2 separate regions of the Mus musculus genome follow, and region 1 is linked to region 2. The links are chromatin contacts, called in public promoter capture Hi-C maps. All regions are on one chromosome and are shown on one strand. Each heading gives the region's core, a stretch centred on a gene start, on an enhancer-like site or on the middle of the called end of the contact. The rest is flanking DNA. Distances are from core to core; before and after follow the strand shown.

Evidence for each region. Promoter capture Hi-C pulls out the DNA fragments that hold promoters and counts their contacts.
Region 1: a contact with region 2 is called in a promoter capture Hi-C map of hippocampal neurons, with 5 times the contacts expected there. The contact joins the promoter of Mettl1 here to the enhancer-like site in region 2. A contact is called at or near these places in 6 of 39 promoter capture datasets (cranial neural crest, frontonasal cranial neural crest, hematopoietic stem and progenitor cells and 2 more).

Annotation. Positions count from the first base shown.
Region 1 is chr10:127,038,442-127,043,586 of GRCm38.p6, forward strand. Mettl1 (methyltransferase like 1) reads left to right here and starts at 3,491. Exons shown (of 6, transcript NM_010792.1): 1 at 3,491-3,629; 2 at 4,619-4,782. The coding sequence starts at 3,538. It overlaps Eef1akmt3 (EEF1A lysine methyltransferase 3), which reads right to left and starts at 2,953. Exons shown (of 3, transcript NM_001205036.1): 1 at 2,777-2,953; 2 at 2,547-2,658. The coding sequence starts at 2,953.
Region 2 is chr10:126,808,864-126,813,902 of GRCm38.p6, forward strand. It overlaps the pseudogene Gm9111. Among named protein-coding and RNA genes, the nearest start is that of 4930484H19Rik, 18 kb to the left of the region's middle. Within about 2 kb of position 1,333, at least 47 of the 459 cell types and tissues checked have an H3K27ac peak or open chromatin away from gene starts, as enhancers often do. A contact at or near this core is called in hippocampal neurons, where this site is marked.

The DNA of each region.
Region 1 (5,145 bases), core at 2,241-4,740, 230 kb after region 2:
GGGAGGGCATGGGGGGATATGTATGTGTGGTGTGTATGGTGTGTGTGTGTGTGTGTGTGTGTGTGTGTAAAGCCTTCCCTTCAAAGGGCTGTTTGAACCTAGCAATGGAAAATACATTTGCACTAAGGAGGCAGTAACACTGTTTCAAACGCAAAGTGCAGCCCCCATGAAGTCCCTAAGGAAGGGGACATCAAAGAAAGTTTTTAGAAAGGACTGAAGGCCAGCAGATTACACAAGGAGAATAGGAGGGGAGAGGCTCAGAAAGAGGCTAGAGAAGGAGGCAGGCTGTTGGAAAGTAGCAAGGCTCCAGAGGGGGTGGGGTGTGATAATGATGGTAGCCATTTTGAAAAAAACCATTCTGATTGTAGGGTGGTGTGAGCCAGGATCTAGGTGGGGGCCAGAACTGGAAACAAGAAGACCAACCAGTTTGACTACTTATTATAGTCTAAGCAAGAGATGATGGATGATGGTGGCTCAGGCTGGGCAGCCAAGAGAGTAGTGGGAAAAAACACAAGAAAATCCCCATGGGTGGCTGTGACTTCATGAAGGGAAAGCCCAAGGAGAGACGGCTTGGCTGGGGGAAGAGCACCAGGTCAGCTTGAGAGTTGCTAATCTCTCCACAGAGAACCATGAAGACACCTATGAAAATCAGTGCAAGAATCGGTAATGGAAGACTAAGTATGGTGGGACAAGGAAGGGACAGACATGCAAGTGTTGAGAAGGCATCCCAGGGTCAGCTGAATCCTGGGATACAAAGTCAGAGAATAGATTACACCCAGACCCCAGACTTGGCGACTAAACAGGGCACAAAAGCAGCAGCTCTTATGGCAGTAAGTGAAGACAGGTGTTCTCTCTCTCTCTCTCTCTCTCTCTCACATACACACACACACAAACACATGGATACACACAGGCATATACACATACACACATATACACATGCACATATACACAAACACATACACACATAGACACACAAAGACATAAATATACACACATACACATGCACATACACACATACATACCATACACACACAAATGCTCACATATACACACACAGAAAAGAAACAGACACACACATACACACATAGACGCAGACATATGCACATATACACATGCACATACATACACACACATACATACCAAACACACATAAACACATATACACATACATACCAAACACACATAAACACATATACAAACATGCACATACACACACATATACCTACATCCACACACACATATACATACACACACATGTACCTATATCCACATACATACATGCACATACACACATATACCCACAAACACATATACATACATGTACACAGGCATACATACACACAGACACAGACACACACCTTTCCCCTTTGCCTCCTTCCCTCCCTTCCTACCTGAAATGGGGTCTTACTCCGTAGCCCAGGCTAGCCTTGACTTTACCGAGACACCCCTAATTCCTGCATGCTGGGATTACAGGCATGAACCACTCCACTTGGCTCCTTTGCTTTTCATGTAACTTGCTCACTCCCATCCAGCCGCCTTCCTCCAACTCATCTGCCTGTGCTTCCCCTTGATGGACTGCTCAGCCCTCAAGGTAGCTAGTGAGAGCACAGCCATGCTACCCAGACCTCACCATCATGTATGTTCCGTAGCATCTTCCCACATTGTCCCTCGATAGACTACAAGTTCCTTGGCACACAGAGAATACATATTGACTGACTGAAGGAATAAATATAAGAATTAATGTCTGCCTCTGCAAAGACTGCCCTTGATGTGACCCACTTCTGTTCCTACAAATAAGGACATCTGGTTTACACGACTTAGATCACTAGGCAAGAAGCTTTTGTAGGTTTTTGCTCAAAGTGAAGCACAATTTCCCTGACCTTTTCCTTTCCCAGGTCTCAGCTGCTTAATTACCAATTACCACCCATATATATATTCACACTCGGGTCCTTCAAAATTCATAACCTTGCTTCTTCTAGTATTAAAAACCCTAGGCTCTATTGCAGTACGGTAGCACACACCTATAATCCCAGCACTAGGAAAAAGTAAGACAGGAGGACCAGGCAGGAATTCAAGGCTAATCTCTACGTAATGAGTTTTAGGCCAGCCTGGACAACAAGAGAGCCTGTCTCAACCAGACTACAAAACCACACCCACACCCCCTACCCACACACACACACACACCCAAAAAAAAGAAAGGAAAGAAAAAGATATTTAAAAGATCCTAACATAACAAAGCTACAAATCTTTGATGAGGTTCACTGTCCTAGGTCTCTCCTTCAGAAAATCCATGCAAGCATTTTAGCGAAAGAGCATCTCCAGTTTTTTTTTTTTTTCACGGAAAGCCTATCTTATTTGTTTCAGGTACCCTGAAGCCAACTAGCTTGAGTGTTCTGAACACTCGTCAGCGCTGTCTGCCTTGCAGGAGAATAGAGGTTTGTTAAAAGGAAAGAACTGAGCTGAGTTCTACCCACCCCCAGGAATCCACGTCCTCACTTCTCCACACTCCAGCTCCCCTCCTCCCGCCGCAATGCCAGCTCACGCACCCTGCAGCGCCGCCAAGATTCCCACGATGCCCGTCCCCGCGCCCAGTTCGATCACCTTCTTGCCTCGAAAATCCACATTTTGACTCTCGAAATAGTCACACAGGCTCAGAGCCTATGAGGAAGGGAAAAAGAAAGTGGGAAACTGTCAGAACGGTGTCTCCATATGGGAGAGCCGGGGTCCGGGGACTGGACCTCTCAGGGACCCTCACTTAGGGCAGCCCATTCCTCACCGCATCCCACACGCGTGCCGCCACCCCAAGGCGCGACCCAAAGTTCTGCGTGATGCTCAGCTCGTGCCCACAGAAGCAGAACCGGCTGCTCTCTGAGTAAGAGTCTGTGAAGAGCCGGATCTCCCGTGGGAACACGGATTCGGGCTCAGTTTCCGGATCGGTGCGAGAGCTGGCCATCCGGCAGATAGAGTCCCCGAGCACCCCGGCCAGCGCTCGGATCCCCTCTATCGGTGCGGGGTTGAGGCTGGGGACTGCCAGCCATATGGGCTGCTCCCAGGCACCGGGCCCCGCCTCCCCAGTTCGCTCTCCTTCCTCCAGCTGGACTTCCTAGAGATGGATGGGGATGACCCCCGAGCCCGGGTACCTGGCGCACACAGAACAGGACCCACACAACACCATACGGGCCAGACTTGGTTTGAGACCACCCGGAGAGAGAAGAAATGATGCTTGAGTTTACTGTCAGAGGCGGGTCCCTCACATCCCGCTCACCTGTGGGGCGCACAGGTACCTGTGGGCATTTGAGAACCCAGACTAGGCCAGAACGACCCAAGGGAGGATGCGGGGTGCCCGGAGCTGGCCTCCCCAAAGCACGGTTAGCAATAGCAGGGCGCAGGTTTCCCCTCCCACTCCCTTCAGGGTCCTTTCCCTACGGTGCTACAGAATTTGCTCTTCGCTCTTTAAAAGGCGGGGCCCGCTGGCGGTCCGCGGGCTGCGTCATCACCTCGCGCCGCGAGCTCGGCTCTCCACGTGGACTGCGTGGCATGATGGCGGGAGCCGAAGCCCCCCAGCCGCAGAAGCGCTACTACCGGCAGCGCGCCCACTCCAACCCCATGGCAGACCACACACTGCGCTAGTGAGCGGGCCCGGCGGGGTCCGGGAGGGAGGGAAGGCGGTCGCGCAGGGGCCACCGCTAGGACTTGCGATGGAGCGGGGAGGGTTGTCCGGGTGACACGTCAGCTGAGGATGGCTTAGGGAGATTGGGCAGAAGGCGGAGTTGGCCGGCTGGGAGGGGTCGCGGTGTTGGAGACTTAAAGTCTGGGTGGACTTGCCAGCCAGATCTAGGAAGAGGGGGGAAAAACTATTGCCAAAATGAAGCGAAGCAAGTTGTCATTTCCACCTTCCGGTTTTTCTTTTTAATTTGGTTTGGATTTTGGAGACAGGGTTTCTCTGTGTAGCCCTAGTTGTCCTGGCACTCACTTTGTAGATCAGGCTGGCCTCGAACTCACAGAGATACAGCTTCCTCTGCCTCCTGAGGGTGTGCACCACTACACCCGGCTCCGATTTGGGTTTTTTAATTTATAAAAAGATAAACATATATACACACTCCTGGCCACTCCTTGTTCCATCCTCGCCACACAAAATACATAAACAAAGAGGGCTGGAGAGATGCCTCAGTGGTTAAGAGCGCTTGACTGCTCTTCCAGAGGCCCCAGCAATCACATGGTGGCTGGAAACCACTTCTAATGGGATCTGATTGCCTCTCCTGGTGTGCATGAAGACTGAACACTCATACACATAAAATGCAAAATACACGGGTAAATAAAAATTTTAAAATATACATAAACAAAGTAGTGCTCCAGTGCCTTAGGCAGTCAGTCTCTGGGAAAACCTTACACACATCAGTACCCAGAAGAACTTGGCAGATCTGCAGCCATAGCCTCATGATGGGACTGATTCACACCCTAGAAGCCAGGGGACTTCCCATTACACCTTCTACATACCACATGGTCCCTGCATGCAGAGTTTTTTTCTAAGCCTACCACCCCCCCCCCAACTCTTACACAAAATGTCTGCACTGGTATGTACAACAGTCTCATGTGTCTCATGTCTTCTTTCTAATAGCCCTGTGAAGCCAGAGGAAATGGACTGGTCTGAGCTTTACCCAGAGTTCTTTGCTCCGCTTATTCAAAATAAGAGCCATGATGATCCAAAGGATGAGAAAGAAAAGCACTCTGGGGCCCAAGTGGAGTTTGCAGACATAGGCTGTGGCTATGGTGGCTTGTTAGGTAATAAGCTGGCCCTTTTCTTGGGACAGGGAGAGGCCTGGGTTCTGCCATCTCAGCAGGTTAGAGGCAGGATTAGTTGACCTTTCCTCCTGGGACCAGACAGCAGTGACATCAGTGTGGAGAGCCTCCACCTTCCTTCTACTCTGGGTCTGTGGCCTTTGCCCTGGAGGAGGGAGGGGGCTGCCTCAGATGTATCTGAGAACCCCGGTTGTTCTGTCTAGCTCCAGTGGCTCCAGTCCCTCCGTGAGCCATTCCACTGCCTTGTGCTGGGTCAGTGAGCCGGGTCAGCACAAGCGTCAGAGATCAGCTCCAGTGGCCACTGATCCTGAACCGTCTTTCTCGGGGATTCCACCACCTTCCCTC
Region 2 (5,039 bases), core at 83-2,582:
CAACCCCATTTAACTAATGTGTTTTTGGAAATATGTTACAATAGTAAATTCAACAAACCTCAGTCAAGGAAAAAAGTAATATAAAAAGTGTGATTTAATAGCAATGTGGTGGCCTTTTTTTTTTTTTACAGAAGACCCTATTTTGAAATATGAATCATTTTACATAGATAACCTCTATATTTCCATGTCGTTTGTCTAAACAGTAGTCTGTACAACTCTGGGTACAGAATTGAAAATTATAGCAGAAAATCAAACTGTCAAAACAACATAAATTACCCACAATGCAATGCAAAGTAAAAAATTGCAACTGGTAAAGAATTAAAGAATAACCAAAAAAAAAATCGATAGTATGCGCACCCTAGATAAACACGGGTTTAGAAGTGTAGAATATTTGCAATCCTGTCACTAGAGAATATTTCTTTACTGCACTGGTGATCTGAAAACACACTGTCAGGTCATTGAACGATTTAGCTTTGCAATTACCTCCTGGTCAGCACGCATAACATGTACAGAAAAGGAATTTTTCCTAATTAAGTCGCTTTTCTCAAGATATGATGTCACATGAAATTAAGGCTTTTTTTTTTTTTTAATGGTTCAGTGCTTTTATTGGAACCATTGGCTGGATTAAAAGCTTTTGATTCTAGTACAATCCCTTCCCATACAACAAATGCCAAGATAAGCATCGATCTTATGCCCTGCGTGACCAGTTGCTGGGATTCGCGTGGGCAGCTGGAGGGCAATGCTGAACGGGACCAGGTTCTCATGGGGCTTCACTGCATGTTAGCGGGCACCAGGCTGCTGCCCGCAGTCTGCTGGAGCACGGACCACAATGTGAGCTGGTTCCCAAGCGGCCATTCCCACAGCAGAGCTCAGAGAACAAACAGCGTTTTCCTACAGCGCCCTCTTTCAGCTCAAACAGGGCGATAGGCACCACGGATGAGAGTTCAGTTGACAGCCTCGTGCTTCTGACACAGTAGAATACGTGCAGTGTTCCCTTCTCTTTGGATGGCACATGGTCTGCACACTGAACCTTGTGCGTCTTGGGCACGTTTCTTGCACATCAAAATGAAACCAAGCCCAGCGGGTCTGATAATTGCCGCGGGTCTGTTTTCTAGCCGGTTTCCCTCGGCGCTTGAGCAACTTCTTCAGCACATTCTTGATTGATAAATGCATGTGCACGCTAGACAGGACCCTGTGGCGTTCACGGAGCAGCCACAGGGACAGGGAGCCTGGCTTTGCATAGATCACAATGTCGTTCAGTTTCCCCATCCTCGCCAAGCACTGAATTCAACTCCAATGCATTAGTGGTTACAGCTGTAAGCTCATCAACTTGCCAGGTGTCGATTCCGTCCAAGTCGGCATCTGGAGCGTAAACAGTCTTTGAAAGACTATGTCTGCCGCCTAAAACTCATACAAGAACTTTAAAATATCATCTTGACATGGTTTCCTGAATGTGGCTAGCAGCTGGCGCTCTTACTGGGCACACTGGGGAGAGACAGGTACGGGTGGGGGGAGGGGTCCAGACCAGGCATCACCAGATTCAACAAGACCCAAACCAAAGGAGAGGGGGTAATGTGAGAGGGACATGAATGCTCAAAGACTGCCGATGGCCATGTTGGCGCCCAGCCACAATGGCTCTCTGAGCTAATTTGTTAGATGTGCACATTTCTGTGGGGCAAAATTGTTTCCTCCTGCTGCTTTGTCAGATTTTGTCACAGAGCACTGGCTAGTTTTATGTCGAGTTGACACAAGCCAGAGTGATCTGAGAGGGATGCACTTAGATTGAAAACTTGCCTCCATAAGATCTGGCTGTAGGCAAGCCCATTGTGCGTTTCCTTAATTAGTGATTTAGGACATCCCTGGCTGGTGGTCCTGGGTTCTATAAGACAGCAGGCTGAGCAAACCATGAGGAGCAAGCCAGTAAGCAGCGCCCTCTGTTGATTGATGTAGGTAGTAGGTGCCACCGTGGAGAGAGAAGCTCACCAAGTCGTTAAGCTTCATTTCCGGAAAGATCAGAGGGTTTTGCCTTCTTGGAGAAGCCTGACACCCAGCTAGCTCACTCCAGTTACTTTGTTCAAACATTATACAAGGTTAATCAGGCCTGGGAAAGGTTCCAACTACCACAGTTCTCTTGCCCTTGCTGCCCGTGAGAGCAGACGACCCACACAAATCTCAGGCCCTTCAGACCATGGCTAGCCAGAGTCAAAAGAAAGAACTCCAAGTTTGGCAGGGGTGTCTTAGGAACAAGGTCGGTGCAGCTGCAAGTTTTCATGTAGCACCAAGTGCAGATTCTCTGGAGAGACATTTCCTCAAGGTTCAAACCGTCTCACAACCATCTCTCAGCCTCTAGTGATTGACCTGAATATATAGTAAAGGCTTAGCTGAAACATTTCACTCAAAGCCAGACATAAAGGCCTTACATACGTATCACTCTATCCCACCATGGTCTCTGCATCAGCTCCTGCCTCTAGGTTCCTGCCATGTTTGAGATCCTGTCCTGGCTTCCATCAGTAATGAGCAGTGATACAGAAGATCGTTTAAAACAAATCCTTTTCTCCCTCTGTTGCTTTTGGTCATGGTGTTTCGCCCAATCCATAGAAACCATAACCAAGAGTAGGATTGTTTATTTGGAGGTGGGGGGGGGGGGGCGGGGGGGAGCGTTTGATTGATGATTGGTTTTACTCCATATTGGGATTGAATCTAGAGCCTCACTCATCCTGACTAGGTAAGAACTCTACCACTGAGCTACATCCTCAGCCATAGAGGAAGCCCTGTGCAGAGAGGAGCAGGTCTAACCTCCGGCTTTGCATGGCTGGGTGGTAACTAGAGTTCTCAGCTCAGCCACGTGCCATGAATACAACACAGTGAATTTGCATAGCTCTTCCCTCCGTGGAATTCCAAGAACTGCATCGTCTCATTGGGACACATAACATCGTTTCTGGGAGCAGCAAGCTGGGAAATGTCTCCATTTTAAACACCCAGAGGGGGAGGCATAGGGAGACCGACGACACCAAGCAGATTGAAAAGCCTCGTGACTGCAGAGCTCCTAATGATGGCTTTGGCGGGATTCCAGGAGCAGGTCAGCCCCAGGTTCCTCATTGTCACAGTGGTTCATCACACAACCATAAGACATATGCTTCAGTGCTGACAGACCCCTGACCTGTGCCTTCTCTATCGCCTCTGTCCAGTATCCCTTCCTATTCAGCCCACCGCCACCCGCCGCCACCCGCCCACAGCCAGTTTTCTTCAGCCCCTACAATTCTGCTCTCCTTCTCAAGGGACAGTAAGAAAGGAAACACTTCTAACCTCCTCAGACCTTGGCTTCCATGGCATGGGCTTTCTTCTCTGCATCTTCTTTTGAATTAGCATAGCTAATAGCAATACTGTCTCCTGATTTGGACTGCTGTGCCCTAGCTCTCCTTCCGGGCTTCTATGGCTCGGTGATGCTGATCATCTTTGAATCCATTCTGCAGCCTGATCCTCCCCCAGTGCTCCCAGGGCAAAGCCCAGACGGCTCCTCCTCTGGGTCATGCAGCTCCTACCGAGGTGAACTTAGTGTAACTCTTATAGACCAAGGATGGTGCGGAGGAAGATGACCCCACCCCCACCCCAGGCAACCATGAGACTGTGGTCATAAGTATACTGCTAGTGAATTCCCAGAATTGTAACTGAGTCTGGCTCTCTGCCAAGGAGGAAGTGGGAGAGGAAAGCCAATCAATATCTGGAAGCCAGGCAACAAACAGCCCAGGATATAGAATCCCACAGGCCATAGAACTGAAGATATCTGCCTCGGAGAAGCTTTCCTGCTCAAAACTGAGCAGCACGGCTGTATTGCAAGCCTGAGGAGAAGGCCCCATGTGGAGAATGGAGCTCTGGGAGGCTGTGGTGCATTATGGGACTTCTCAGCCTTTCTTTTATGATGAAATAATGCAAATTTTAATTTGGGGTGAGACATTGTGGCTAGGATTTTCTACTACTTGTAACCAAATGCCTTCTTACTCAATTTTTTTTTCCCATAAAATGTTGACCAGAGTGATGACCGATAGTCAAAGCTCACAGGTTTCAGACATCTTGGCGTTTTAATTTTTAACTGGAAACACGTTCTAACAATTGAACAAGGTTAAAGCCCCTTCATCTCTTGGATAAACCATAATAATACATTAGGTGTTACTGATAAAGTTATATTTTAAGCTTAAATTACTGTGTTTAAGGGATCTAGCGAACAAAAATGCCTAACCTGTAAGCCTCACCTGCCTAAGGACAGAGAATTTCCTGGTATGCTGGGGGCTGCTGTCCATGTAAGATGACGAGCCACGTGTTTTCACTTCTGTAAACGAAGCTGGCTGCCCCAGCTGCACAGCATGTGCTGGGTCACAAGTAGGTGGGAGGTATGTAGGCAGGAAGTTGCGTCAAAATGTATGCTTACAGGGCTGGAGAGATGGCTCAGCAGTTAAGAGCAATGATTGCTCTTCCAGAGGTCCTGAGTTCAATTCCCAGCAACCACATGGTGGCTCACAGCCACCTGTAGTGGGATCTGGTGCCCTCTTCTGGTGAGTCTGAAGATAGCAACAGTATACTTATGCATTAAATAAATCTTTTGTTGTTGTTGTTTAACGTATGCTGTTGATTGGATGAAGGCAGGAAGTATGTGGCCTTGTAAATTTTGCCTTTATGAGCTCCTGTCTAATGTAATTAGGTTCCATTCTCTGAAAAATCCCAGGTATGGACCTGACCAACATCCATCGTCCTAGCTAGTATTTAATAAAGCTTGCTTCAAACTTGGCTCAAAAACAGTAATCATGCTCTTATTCTTACCCAGGAGCATTAGCAAAATGAAGTATTTAAGCACGAATGCTTAATTCTGTCATGAAATGCAGAATATTCTGGCTTAAGCAAAGAGACACAAAGGGGGTGGTAAATAATTTCAGCTCAGAAAAGCCGAGTCCTGTCTTCAGAGCTTCCTAGCTGTGCGTCCATGCGGAAATAACCTAGGCCTAAGCTTTAGTTTCTTTATAAACAGACTCTCTGCTCAGAGGACT